Regions from separate parts of the Mus musculus genome. Here region 1 is linked to region 2. Evidence: chromatin contacts called from public Hi-C data. All regions are on one chromosome and are shown on one strand. The core of a region is the stretch at or near the end of the contact, and the rest is flanking DNA. Distances in the headings are between cores, read along the strand shown. Region 1 holds the start of Ormdl3 (ORM1-like 3 (S. cerevisiae)). Region 2 holds the start of Snf8 (SNF8, ESCRT-II complex subunit, homolog (S. cerevisiae)).

Region 1 (7,210 bases), core at 3,785-6,284, 2.6 Mb after region 2:
TGCTCCCTGCCTGGCGGCAGAGGCAGCACGGCGCAGGGTTCTAATACATACAGAACAGCGAGTCTCGCTTCACACACTGAAGGAATGAGGGCAACCAATGCAGAAGCTGTACCGTCCCTCTGCCCCCCTTTTTGGGGGCTAAAGTGCTATGGCTGCCTGAGGGTAAACAAGCCAACAGGGCCTTTTCCTGGCTTCCTGTCCCAATTTCTCAGGCCCACAGTCAGCCAGAGAGCCCAGCCTCTTTCCTGACCACCCCCATGGCATCTCTATTCAAAAGGCAAAAGGAAAAAGATCAAAAACTTCAGAATGGGTTAGAGCCCAAGGGCCCCACCCTAACCCCACTACAAGCTACTCCAAGTCGGCTACTGGGGAAGCGAGGGGGAAGCCAGGCCCAGGGCACACCCCCATCTCTGGCAGTGTCCAGAGGCTCCTGTCTTCAGCATCACAGCAAAGGCCTTCCACCCTTCCCCTGCCAACCCGGCTGGGGAAGGGGCTACAACCTCAGTACTTATTGATTCCAAAGATCCGGACTCCGTGGAGCTGGGGGAGCTTGGGAATGAGCACAGTCATCAAGGACACAGTGTTGAGTATGAAATGGACTTGGTCATACTTGGTGTAGAAGCTGGTGAGGAAGTACCTGGAGGGGAGGGAGGGAGGGAGGGAAGGAGGAAATATGGGTTCCCAGATAAGAAGTGGAGTGACAACTCTCTAGCTAGCAAGGCCCTCCTGACCTACCTTCCCCCCCAGCTTACTCCAGTGAGGAAAGACAGGGCCAGGGAGGCCAAAGGCCCCGTGTGAGACCCAAGAATATGTCTCTTCCCTCCCTCTGCTCATCCATACAGCAAGGGCCAAAGCTGGGAGGGTTTAGGGCCAGCTGAGCCCACCCGTTTACCTCTGCTTATTCTCCCATAGCCAGAGTACTCACAGCACTATAGGCGTGATGGTTAAGAACTTCCTAGAGGCTGTGAACTGGACCCCGTAGTCCATCTGCTCCCAGTGGGTCAGCAACCTTGCTTTGCCTTGGTCTGGAGTCTCGAAGGGCGTCCCTTTCACGGTGTGCAGAAAGATGTACATGCCCTGAAAAGAGGGGCCTTTGTCAGAACATACGAGATGGCTCCCAGCCTGGCTCCCCCACTTATCAGACAGCAGCAGCTCTGGGTGGACTGCCACCTGCTCTGCTGCAGTAACTCAGGAAGGCAGCCTTAACACAGGAGAGCGCACCAGAGCTTGGTGGGAGAACAAGGGGGGAAATAAGGAAGGAACGGACACAGCAAGGCAGCCTTTCCAGCCCAACTGGGGTCTCTACATGTTAGCTAAAAGGAGCAAACCAAGGAGGAAGGACTAGACCCCAGCCTGCTCAAAAGTGGGGTACAAAGCAGCAGGTTTTAGGGAGCACAGAGGATTATGAGATCCTAATATGGGAAAAGAATGTCTCTGCACAGATTCCTGGGACCTGGGGGCAGCCTCAGCATGGGCTCAGCTCCCAGTTTGCTGTCCTTCAAACACACCAGCCACCCAACTAGGGAGACATGGACGATGTGCAAATTTGATTCTAAAGCCCACAAGGGGGAGCCAGGTAAGAGTTGGGCCTGGGCTCTGGTGACAGATGTTGTCAGGACCTGCTGTCTGTCCCATTAGAAGCTCCTCCTATCTCTCAGCTCTGGCCTAGAACAGCCCGCACGGGGGGTGGGGGGGGGGTGGGGGGGTGGCTGGTGGTAAGCAGGATCTTACCAGGTTGTGGATAAGGTTGGTGAGGGTCCAGACGACAGGGACGCTCACAAAGGGAATGCTCAGCAGCACGACATGCAGGAGTCCGATGGCCAGCACGTAGGAGAGCCAGATGCCGCGACTGTTCATCACCCGTGTGTTGGGGTTCACCTCACTGTGTGCTGTGCCCACATTCATCCTGCCACCCCTCTTGACTGCCGCTCTGCAAAAGAGCAACACAGGTGAGACAAGTCACACCACTTTCCCTGCCCCTCACACCCCAAGCCCCAGAGAGGCAGGCTTTTCACTCCCTGAGAACTCCACACCACTGTCCACTGTTGGGAGTCTCAAGCCCAGAAGCTGGAGAAAGTCCATGTGAACGTGACACTAGTCATTTCCTGTCACTGGGCTGGACTAACACCAGGCTGTCATACACACCATCTGCTGACATAGCCAGGGAGGACAAGTCACCAAGAGGTGACCAGCAATCAATTGCCCAGGCTATAACAATCAGTGCCTTTACCCCAATCATATCCCCTACAGATCTCCTGAGGGCCTCTTCCTCCTGCAGGAGGGAAAAAAGCCTGCCCTGGAACTCTCACTCAAAATAACCTCTGCTGGCTCTCACTGAAGACCTGACAGAAGACACCCACCACCCTAAGCTCTCCCCCCAAAACGTTAAGAAGCAGAGAAGATCTGTGGGTGCAGCAAGCAACAACGGATGAAGAACTTTGGGGCTACTGTTCCTACCACCCCTATTTCTCCAACCCTGGATTTTCTCAAGCCCAGGCCCAGGATGACTGACAAGGAAGGGAGAAGAGGGCAGAGGCAACAGCAGGCCAGGGACAGCCTTCCCTCAGTCCTACAAACACTGCCACATCAAATGACCCATCCATTAGGACATTTTGTCCACTTGGCAGCTGCTGAGGCTGACTCTCTTGGGGTGCCACCACTAGATGCCAAACCACCCAAGCCCTTCAGCCCACCAGGGAGAGAGGAGGACATGACCAGAGCACACAGCTGACATCAACACGGGTAGGATGTGCACGGGTAGGATGTGGTACCTGTACCAACCTTCCCCTCCCAAGGACACAAAACTACCTGTGGCCTCCCTCCTACCGCCTCTCTTCTCGGCCTCACCTGACCTCGCTCCCTTCCCAGCATCTGTCTGTGGGTGTGAGGTGACAACACCCCTTTCTTGCCCAGCCCCAGTGGTAGAAGCTCTACACAAGGAACTGAAAAAGGCTACCCTTCATGCCCAGAATACAACAGTAGTAGCCCACAGTGGCCAGAGGGGAGCATGGCTGTCCCCAGATTCCTGAGGGCCCACTTGCTGACCAGCAGAAAGTGGAAATGGGAGGCATCCATGTACTGGCTTACCCTCTCCCACTTTAGTGTCGAGCCTGGGAAAGACACATTACTGAGGCTAACAGCAAGGTGCACAGAAAGAAGGAACAATGGAGAGAGTCTGGAAGTGCCAGCCCAGCTCCCTCACCCTGCTGTAGTCACCTCACCCCCAGACTCAGATGCTATCTCACCCAGCTAGGATTCTGGCCAAGCCTCCTCCACAGGAGCTAGCATTCACTCAGATAAGTTCATTACTTAAGGATAATGGAAGCAAGTTTCCTCTTCTCAAATACCTCGGGAGATAGGACCCACAACAGTTTCCCAACAAACATACCCCTGAGTTGGCCTAGGGTGCATGCAGGTGGACATACGCCAGGGACCAAACTCCTGGCTCATTAAGACAGATAACTGGTCCCAACAGAAACCCAAGGAACTAGAACACCAGTTGTTTACCTTCCTCAGGCCTTAGGGCCCTTAACAGAGCCCACCCCTGGGACATCTACTATGTAACAGCCTCCATGGGAGGGCAGGGACTGAGAGCTAAAGTCTCTGAAAGATCATTAAGGTGAGGAAAAGTTTCCCAAGTCTCGGCAGAAACTGCTGTCCTTCTCCATTACACAGCCCTACAGTGGCACAGCTATAGACACAACTCCCTCACACTGCGGTTCAGTAGTGCCAAACCTCTGGCTGGATCCCAGGACTGCAAGACCCTCCACTCCTTTCTGGCTCTAACAGGGCATCTAAGAGAGCCTAGGTGACCCCACGGGAACTGTCTTCCTAAAGCCTAAGTGCTAGTTGTCTTTTAAAGCAGGTTAGGAACTTCAGGAGACTGCTGCACCCTCTTTCACCATCCTCCCAAAAGTACTCCTGAGACTTTCCTGTGGCTTTGTGTATTTCCATTAGGACACAACTGACCTTTCTCCCAGAAGTGAAGAAATAGGAGACTGGCAGGGGCAGAAAGGTCTGGGGTGACCAGACTGAAAACTGCTACCACAACTGGCAGGTAGCTGGTGTGATTTCATAATCTGCCTCAAATCAGAGCCTGAAGCAACTCCGTCCTGTTAACCACTTTTTTTTTTTTTAAACTTTTGGCTATGGTATAGCTCTTTGCCTCTTTTCCATGCAGGCCCAAGCCAGTCTGTCAGACACTCATGCCAAGACCAGATTACCACCCCCATCTCCTCCCTCCCGCCTTCCCCCCCTCCCCGCGGCGTTAACCATCCGGTAAGCACTTCCCAAATCCCTCCCCAGTTTAAGACTTGCCCTTTATACAGCAAACCTGTTCCCAAGGGATCCCAAGAGGGAGTTCATGCAACACACAATGTCGCTTCCACTCGGCCCACCCTCAATCTGCAGAACCACGGTTGTCCTCGCCAGCCCGACTCCTGGACTCAGGAAAGTGGGTGTGGAAAAAAAAGCAAGCCTCCACGAGTCAGGAGCGAGGGAACGGTGTCCTCGATATCTTGGGAGTATGTGTATGAGAACTCCTTCCACGGGGCCTCCCGCTTCTGCTCTGCAGCCTGGTACCTCGCACTAGCAGTCTGGCCGGGTTCGGGGCCCAACCCCCATCTCCACGCATTCACTCAACCCTGGAGGCAGCCAAACCTTTATCCCTTAAGTCCAGCCGTTCCCCGCCTCCCACCCCCAGCTGCAGCGCTCCTCCCGGATTATCACCCCCGGCCCCCTGCTCCCACTTTCCTCTTTTGGCACTCCTTCGCCTGATGCACGCACTCTCCACCCCCAGCCACCCAGCTCAGGTCTCCTCCTGCGCGGACGCCTCCCCAGCAGCAGCCTTCTCTCCCGGCTCTCCAACCCGTGGAGCCTTCGGGCTTCACCACTCCGATGCCACCCGTCTGGACTCACCGCGCGGGGTTGGAGGTCGAGGGCCCGGGAGAGAGCCCGAGAACCCGGGCCGCGGCCGCTCCAGCAGCTGTAACAAACCAGCGGCGGTGGCTACCCCGCTGGCAGCTCTGGCCGAATCAGCTCCCCGAGCCGGGGCGGTGACGTCACTACCACGCGCCTATCACGTTGTGCCTCTTGGGAAGTGTAGTTTCTAGGCTGCCTCCTCACCGGCCCGCCCGGCGCCTCCTGGGAGTTGTAGGCTTTTCCCTGGTCTAGCTTTTGATCCCACCGCGAGCTTTGGCACCCCGCAGAACGTCCCACCCTGACGCAATAGTGAGATCAGATGCTGTCTCTTTGGTGCGTTAACAATTGTAGCTTTTGCATCTGCGCCCTTCACGTGTTGCACAAGCGGTTTGTCCATGTCCCATCTTGTAGTCGAAGACTTAAGAGTTTTAAGTAACCTGCATTAAGGCCCTGCTAAGATAGCCTGACCCTAAATGCAGAGGTTGTTTTGGTTTGGTTTTTTCCTAACCGTCGCTGCCTGGGCCCCGGATTATCTCCAGAAGCCGAGAAACACTACCCTTTGCCCCGAAGGAGCCCCATTCACTCCCGGGATTACATTTTTCAGGACTTTAGTTGGGTACATGTGTTCAGGGTAGAGACAGGAGCCTGTGGGCATCTTTGGCCCACCTAGTCTTTATGCTTAATCCTTGCTGGTGTAGGTCTGGCCACTCCTGGATCTCCTCCCTACATCAGGTATAAAATAGGATTTATGTCATAGGACGAGACCTTACTAACGTGAGGAGCTTTGAGCTTCTGTCTGAGGTTAATACGTGTAGCTTTAGGTAGGGAGCCTCATTTCTGCAACTTTCATGTCTGGAAGCTCTGAAAAGAAGGGCACAGACTTTATTGCTAGGTACATATAGTGTATGTACATCTTTATTGGCAGAGTAAGCCTGGACAAATGACTTGTCTTAATCTCAGTTTTACAGCTGTCAAAACTTACTCCCAAGGTTGCTTTGATATTTCAAAAGAATGTCATACAAAGCACTTCTTATCTTGTAGGAACGCAACTAGAGTGTTCTTTGGCTCTCCTAGGTCACTCCCACTTTCCACGTCAACAATAGAGGGCCTCCTTTTAGTTGTTTCTACTTCCCCCGCCCACCTTCTCAGTCTCGTGCCCATAAACCCTGGCAAGGCTGGAATGACAGGAATAGATGACGTAACAGATGCCAGCCTGGCTGGCTGTATATGCGCGACGGACTGAACATGCGAGGACTGGAAGGAGAAGGCCTGCCCGGACAACCTGGGGAGCTTTTTCCTTAGACCCGCCCATCATCAGGGAGCTGCCAGAGGGGGTGGGGGCGGGGAGGAATAGCTGTCTCCGGCCGGAGGCGGAGCCCTGGAAGCCAGGAGTGAGTGTATATCTATCTGACTTACCCTGAGAAGTAAAAATGGGCAGCTTCTCAAGTATTCCAGAGGCAGGGGCCCTTCAGATCCGAACATCTAACTAACCGTCCTTCAGCCTCTGTGAGACTGAAGAAGCCTCACAGAGACACCCCCACACTTCCACACTCCCACACCGCACCTCCACCCCCTATTCCCTCCTGCTCAGCCTTAGAGCCAAAACAATGGGGGGGGGGGTGTTTTTGTTTTTGAGTTTTGTTTTGTTTTTTTTCCAAAATGAACTTGCCGGATTCCTTTGATTTTTTTTTTTTTTTCCTGGAATTCTTCCATTGTCCATCAAGTTGGTTGAGCTCTGGATCTTTGCCAGTTTTCTCCCATCTCTGTGAAGTTCAGGGACCAGACAGGGTCTACATCTCAACAAGGCACTCTGACTAATGCAGACTCCATTGGCAAGGTCACTGGCTATGTCATGGCCTATTAATAGCTCCTGTTATCAAGTTGTTTTTTTTTTTTTTCTTCCACAATGGGAATGAACAAAGTTCTGGTTCTTTCTGCCTTGTGGTAAGTTATGGATCACATTCCACTCGAGTTAACTCGAGTCCCTGTCACCATCTCCTCTAATTCATTGCCTCAAGACAACCAAGTCTTCCTCTAGCTGTGACGCCTGAGCACTGTTCAGGAAGAGTGAAAGCACAAGGCACCGGGGAACACGCAATCCCTGGGACAAAAGATTGACACCGTGTGCCAAGGAACTAAATTGTCCATGCCCTGAAGGCATGACTGTATCCACATCTAAGAAAGCAAACCCATTTACAGCACACGGCTCCGTGTGAGAGGTTGTGTATCCCAGCAATGTCTCTAGCAGTGAAATCCTGAGAGCCATGTAAGTGCCCAAGAAAAAAGGGAA
Region 2 (7,302 bases), core at 3,936-6,435:
CACCTTTCCCAGGGATAGGAGCCCTTATTTGTTCATATGATTCTGCTCTATAACTACTGTTTGTCTCAGTGACCATCAGCTAGGTTCTGCTCCAGAGTGAGGGTCGAAATACTGTGGAGTGACCCATGTACCCTATGGTGAAGAGGATCTCCACTCAAAACACAGAAGCCCAAACTCACCCAGACTTCCTGGGAGCTGGGGAGGGGTGGAGGGAGGGAATCTGGGTGCTTTCCAGAAGGTAAAGAGGGAGAAGAGAGCTTACTGGGTAGAATGCTCACTGGACCGGACATGGTGGTGCACACCTTTAATCCCAGCACTTAGAGGCAGAGGCAGGCGGATTCCTGTGATTTAAGCTCAGCTAGGTCTACAGAGTGAGTTCCAAGACATCAAGAGAAAATAGGAAAACCTTGTCTTAAAAGAAAAAAAAAAGTGGACAAAGGCTGGAGCGATGATTCAGTGGCTAAGCCCTCGCTGTTCTTCCAGATGACCTGGGTTCTGTTCCTAGCACCTATTTGATGGCTAACTGCCATCCACAGCTCCAGTTCCAGAGGATTCTCTTTGGAGCTCTATAGGCATTGTATGCACATTGTACACATGCATTCAAGTGGACAAAACACACAAACACATAAAATAAAAGGAAATACGTCTTTAAAAAATTAGAGTGGCTATCAACCTGTGGTCTGTACTTATAGGCATGTGCACACACACACACAGACACAGACACATGTGTATACATACATGCATATGATGTACACACACAGATACAGATACACAGATAGATAGACAAGAGAACATGATCAAGCCAGTTCAGAGGACAAATCCCTGTCAGAAGGTGGGGGTGCTGTCTTGGTACTTTTGTGAAAGATTTTGACTACTAATCAATCACCGAGAAAGGTCATTTACAGATAGGAGTGGTTTGTCTATGCCTGGACAGCAGGATAAATTTGCTGTGCTGACTCCAAGTTGGTAACTCCCTCCCTCTTTTTTCTTGTCTCCCCTTCTTCCAGGTCTCAGTGACTGACCTAGCCCAGAGCAGGACTGGACTCTGACCTTAGCTTGCTTGGCTCCTGCTTCCGCCCTGGTCCAAAGTCTCTGAGAGAACCAAACCAATAAAGCCTTAAGCTGAAGTAAACCTTGGTGTCCATGGTGAAAACTCATTCAAATGTCAGCTGAGCACTCGCAGGGCATAGCCATGTGTATCTTGGGTGTGTCCATGCCTCCCAAGGAAAAGGGACACATCAACTTATTCCTCTATGCCTCCTACAACCATACTAGAAACGACATAGACAAGAGGGATTCTGACTAACTCACTGTATACAACAATGAAGCACACAGACACAATGGCAGCCCTGATTGCTAACAAAGTCACCAGCCTGTAATAACAGTGCTGAGGAAGGGAAGGCAGGAGGATCAGGAGTTCAAGGACAGACTTGGCTACATGAAACTGTCCTCATGTCTCAAAAGCAAGCAAATAAACCCAATAGGAGAAGGTTCTTCGACTACATGGGCCTTTCAAGTTGCTGGAACAACTTGTGCCAGCAAGCCTTGATCTTTAAACACACGAACACACTACTAATCACAGCACGCTGAGTCACATGGAGAAAGACAGAAAAGTCTTTTCTAGATGGAATGGAGTAAGAACATGTCATTTAAGCGGAGACTGGGAGGACAAAACTGTAAATAAGTGGGTTGGAGAGACCTCTCAGTGGTAAGACTGAGAGGACCAGAGTTCAGTCCCAGAACCCTCATCCAGTGCCTCACAATGGCCTCTAACTCTTGCTCCAGAAGACACAACATCCATTCCTGGCCAAAGAGGGCACACACACAAACTTGTGTATATCCACACAGACACACACATTTTACATCAATTAGAAAGCTACGTGTGCCAGATGTGGTGGCGCACACCTTTAATCCCAGCTCTTGGGAGGCAGAGGTAGGCAGATTTTTGAGTTAGAGGCCAGCCTGCTCTACATAATGAGTTCCAGGACAACCAGGGCTATACAGAGAAACCCTGTTCACGAAAAACAAACAAACAAACAAACACACACACAAAAACAAAAAACAAAAAGAAAAAAGACTATGTTGGGCTGGAGAGATGGCTTGGCTTAGGAACACTGGCTGCTCTTCCAGAGGTCCTCAGCTCTACTCCCAGCAACCACATGGTGGCTCACAACCAAAGCCAAACCATCTATAATGGGATCTGATGCCCTCTTCTGGTGCAGCTGGAGGCAGGTTTAGTGTGTGTGTGCATGTGCACACAACACACAACCAAAACTATGTCAATAAACAAGAAGATGAGCAACAGGAAATACAGCATGAGAGTGAGTGAGGAGGCAGAACCAAAGCCTTAAAGGATGGTAGGGTTAGACGAGGCATGAAGATTGCTGAGAGTTTGAGCAAGCTGGACTATATAGTTGGAGTTAGGATGATGTAGTGGAACTTGTCTCAAAATAAAACAAAATAAAATAAAATAAAGATGAAGGGCATGGCAGCCCACATCTTTAATCCCAGCACTCTGGAGCCAGAGGCAGGTGGATGTCTTTGAGTCTGAAAGCCAGCCTGATTCATGATAGTGAGTTCAAGGCAAGCAAGGGCTACACAGTTAGACTTTGTCTAAAAAGAAAGGAAGGAAGAAAGGAAGGAAGAAACCTGGAGTGATGCATGGCTTTTCTTTTTATTTATTTAAATTAATTAATTAATTAATTTTTTGAGGCAGGGTTTTGTGTGTGTGTGTATCCCTGGCTGTCCAGGACTTGCTTTGTAGACCAGGCTGGCCTTGAACCATAGAGATTTGCCACCTGCCTGTCTCTGCCTCCCAAGAGCTGGGAGTAAAGGCATGGGTCACTACTGCCTGGCATGGTGCATGACTTTAAACCCAGCACCAGAGGCAAGTGGATCTCTGAGTTCAAAGCCAGCCTAGTTTATAAACTGTGTTCCAGGACTATAGAGAAACTCTGTCTTTAAAAAACAACAAAAGGAAGACTATACTTTCAGGGATCATTTCTATAGTTCGTTACTAGAGAAGTTTCTCTGACTGTGTAGAGCACCTGAAACCACGAGGACGAGACGTAGCATCCCCTACTGAGCGTGAAGCCGGCTCTAGGTGCTGCTTGATTGCAGCTGCCTCTTGCCATTGATGATCATTCTTCTCTCCTTCGGGAGGGTGAGAGGGAGGGAACGCAGTCTGAGTGGATTTGGTTTATTAAAAAAAAAGAAAAGAAAGAAAAAGAAAAAAGAAAACAAAAAACCAAAAGGGCTAGAGAGACAGCTCAGCAGTTAACAGCACTGGCTGTTCTTCTGAAGGTCATGAGTTCAAGTCCTAGTAGCCACATGGTGGTTCACACCCATCTGTAATTGGACCTAAGGCCCTCTTCTAGTGTGTCTGAAGACAGTGATGGTGACAGTATACTCACATATACATAAAATAAATAAATCTTTTTTAAAAAATCCTCCCAGTAGAACTGCTGGATCACATGGCAAATATAGTTAAACAACAACAACAAAAGGAAATTTGAAATAAAATTTATATCATATATCTTATATTATATATCATATGTATATTTATGGGGTGGGGTGGCTGGAGGGATGGCTTAGTGGTAAAGAGCACTGACTGTTTTTGCAAAGGATCTGGGGTTCAATTCCCAGCATGGACAAGACACTTTACAACTGTTTATATATCTGGTCCCAAGAGATCTGATGCCCTCTTCTGGCATCTAAGAGCACTGCATACAAGTGATGTACATCCACACTGACAAAACATACATAAAAATACAATTTAAAAACATTTACATTTTTTTTAAGACTTCTGAATTTCTTTTTTTTTTCCTTTTCCTTTTTCTTTTTTTTTTCTGAGACAGGGTTTCTCTGGGATTAAAGGTGTGTGCCACCACCGCCCGGCTTCTTCTTTTTTTTTTTTTTTTTTTTTTCGAGACAGGGTTTCTCTGTGTAGACCTGGCTGTCCTGGAACTCACTCTGTAGACCAGACTGGCCTCGAACTCAGAAATCAGCCTGCCTCTGCCTTCCAAGTGCTGAGATTAAAGGCATTTGCCGACACTGCCCGGCATAAATAAATCTTAAAAAAAAAAAAAGAAGGCAAAGGAAAAGTTTGGATTTACATTTGTGGCATCTTGAATATCTGATGAGAGTGTCAAAGTCTCAAACAGAGTTACATGTTTTCCTCCCTTCGTTTGTGTAATGTATTTCCTCCTAGCCAGCCACTGTAAAAGACTGTCTATAAACATCGTTTTTAATCATAACGATTGTATTTAAAACCTCACCACTAGCTCTTACTAGGCACAACACTGCCTGTGTTAGGGAGAAATTTAGAAGTTCATGCAGTAAGCCTGTCTGCTAGGTGGAATAAACAAACCCTGACTTGATCAAACTTACCTATTGAATTCCTCTGCAGAAATTCTTGAGTTGGGTTAAGATTTTACAGCTAAGGGCCAGGTATGGTGGCTCAAGATGGGGAAGATCTCTGAATTCAAGGCCAGTGTGGTCTACAGAGCAAGTGAATTCTAGGACTGCCAAGGCTACATTGAGAAACTCTGTCTCCCCCTAGCCCACTCCGCCCCCTCCAAAAAACCCAAATTTGAGTCAGACTGTCTGACTCATAGCTAGTCCTATTTCATGACGTTAAGTAATTTAAGGCAGATTCCCGAATCCCTTGTGAAATACAATACCAACTCACGAACTTGAGGGTTTTGAACAAGTATAGAACAAGGCAAGTTGTGCAGTGCGTGGCACAAAACTATCAGATGCTGCCGCCTTTTTTTTTTTGTTAATCTAAGGTTTCGTTTTATTCTCGGTTTTTGCTCAAGGTAGCACCCATGAGTTTGGTGGCTCATGCATTTAATCCCAACATTTGGAGGTAAAGGCAGGAGAACTCTGAATTCGAAGTGAGCTTGGCTTGCATAGTTCCAGACCAACCAACCATGGTTATGGAGAGACCCTTGCTAAAAAAAAAAAAAAAATGGCACCTTCCATGGCCAACACAGCTCTTGGTCATGTCCCTGAAGCATCTGTCGCTCTCCAGGAGCCCACCTTGGTAGGATGCATGGGGAATTAAAATAGGACATGGGGTTAGCGTTTGCGATGTCGTCTGGACTTCCTGGAAATTGGCCCCCAGCTAGGGCGGGGACTGGGGCCCTTGCAAGAAACTCCTCGACTCCGCGGCAGGAAGTGAATATCGAGACTTCCGGCGCGCTCAAATGACGCACGGCACCCGGCTTCCGTGTTGGGAGCTGGCGACAGAACCTGGGACGCGGAGAGCTGGGGTCGGGGCTGCGGGGCGGCCCGCGGGCCCGGGGTGGGGATGCACCGGCGCGGGGTGGGAGCTGGCGCCATTGCCAAGAAGAAACTCGCAGAGGTGAGCGCGAAAGAAGCCGGGATGGAGCCTGCTCTGCCCTCGAGACACTGAATTCTCCCGGAATGGAGTTCTAGTCCCCTAAATCTGTAGAAGACAGGTTTCTCCGGAGCCCAGGGAGGAGTGATTGGAGTGTCAGGAGGCTGCTGGTTAAGTCACTGCATAAGACATATCTTTAATACTAAGGCAGTGGCAGCGCAATGGGAGCCTTGGCGATCACTGTCACAACTCATGCCGGTCTTTTTGTCTGACAGGCCAAGTATAAGGAGCGAGGGACTGTCCTGGCTGAGGACCAGCTGGCCCAGGTGAGTGACTGAAAGGCTTCAGACAGGAAGGGAGATGGACCAGGGCTGGCCAATATACCTTTGGTATAGATCGTCTCCACTGAACTAAAAATAGGATGTCAGGCAAATCCAGATTTAGGGAGAATGGCTAGTAATACTAGCTAAGATTTTTGACTGATTAGACTTGTGCGTTTCCCCTTTTTATTTTATTTGGTTATTGTCTCTTTTTGTTTTTTTTAAAGATGGTGTCTCACTTTGCTGCTAAGGCTGGGCTCCCAGCCTGTCCAGCCTCAGTCTGATCAGAGCAAATGCCACCCTTCCCAACCTTATGGTCATGTTCAATCCTCATTACAATTCCATGTCAACCTAGATTTAAAAAGTTCATCCAGTGATCTGGGAATGTACCTCAGCGTTAGAGCGTTTGCCTGACATGCACAAGTGCTGGAAGCCGTGCTCAACACAGCAAAAATTTAAACTTTCTTTAAAAACCAAAATGATAATTTTTCCTCAGAGTACTGACATTTCGCCAGGCAGAGGTGGCACACGCCTTTAATCCCAGGACTCGGGAAGGCAGGGACAGATGGATCTCTGAGTTGGAGGCCAGCCTGGTCTACAGAGGGAATTCCAGGATAGCCATGGCTATAAAGAGTCACCGTGCTGTCTTGAAAAACAAAACAAAAACGAATGCTGATATCTATCTATTTATTTTTAAAAGATTTATTTATTTAATATATGTGAGTACATTGTTGCTGTATTCAGACACACGAGAAGAAGGCACCAAGATGACATTACAGATGGTTGTGAGCCACCACGTGGTGCGGGAATTGAACTCAGGACCTCTGGAAGAGCAGCCAGTGCTCTTACCCGCTGAGCCATCTCTCCAGCCCACTGATATTTATTTACTAATAACATTGCAGTTGCATTAGGAAAGCATAAGCCAATGGGATTCACCGGCATGTCCAAAGAAGTTGAGACAGAAAGTAAAATTATTAATATTATGAGAGATACTTTGAAATGATAATCTTTAGGCATAATGATTAATAGTAAGAATGGTGGTGTGCAAGGTTGAACAGTCTGCTGGACAGATGCCTTTTTTTTTTTTTTTTTTGGAAATTTTGCTTTATTTGTTTTGTTGAGACCGGGTCTATGCACTCCTGGCAGCCCTGGAACTCACAATGTAGACCAGGTTGGCCTGGAACTCACAGAGATCCTCCTGCCTCTGCCTACCAAATGTTAGGATAAAGCCATTTGGCACCATGTCTGGCCTCTTTCTTTTCTTGCTTGTTTTTCGAGAGGCTCTTACTGCCTCTCATTGCTTGGGACTAGCAGAGTTGAACAGGGTGGCCTTTCAGTAGGCCATTCACTTGCCTCTGCCTCCCCGTGGTGGGATGAAAGGACCATGCATGCATCCTTTATTACGGTGCTTTGTAGCAAACTCAGGGCCTGGCACATGCAGTGGATGTGTCCCATCCCCAACTGTACCCCAGCTTACGGCTTTTATTTCATGTATCTCACAGTGGTGAAAACGGGCCTGACTTGTGGCACCTGTCACTCTCGGCACCTGGGAACATGCAGGAGGGCAGATGAATGACGGGTTCAGGCCCCGTCTCTAACCTCACCCTTTTGTGTATGGACTCTGAATGCGCTTGGGCA

Evidence for each region. A called contact is a pair of places that touch in the nucleus more often than the background predicts.
Region 1: a contact with region 2 is called in a Hi-C map of uterus, with 11 times the contacts expected there. The contact joins the promoter of Ormdl3 here to the promoter of Snf8 in region 2. A contact is called at or near these places in 3 of 484 Hi-C or Micro-C datasets (CD4 T cells, neutrophils and uterus) and 1 of 115 datasets of contacts at active chromatin or transcription factors (astrocytes).

Annotation. Positions count from the first base shown.
Region 1 is chr11:98,582,211-98,589,420 of GRCm38.p6, forward strand. It overlaps Ormdl3 (ORM1-like 3 (S. cerevisiae)), which reads right to left and starts at 5,035. Exons shown (of 4, transcript NM_025661.4): 1 at 4,918-5,035; 2 at 1,732-1,930; 3 at 926-1,077; 4 at 1-637. The coding sequence starts at 1,905. The coding sequence ends at 502.
Region 2 is chr11:96,029,700-96,037,001 of GRCm38.p6, forward strand. Snf8 (SNF8, ESCRT-II complex subunit, homolog (S. cerevisiae)) reads left to right here and starts at 5,186. Exons shown (of 8, transcript NM_033568.3): 1 at 5,186-5,368; 2 at 5,620-5,670. The coding sequence starts at 5,315. It overlaps Gip (gastric inhibitory polypeptide), which reads left to right. Exons shown (of 6, transcript NM_008119.2): 6 at 1,008-1,129. The coding sequence ends at 1,017. It overlaps Gm24949 (a small nucleolar RNA gene), which reads left to right and starts at 2,979; the gene lies at 2,979-3,193.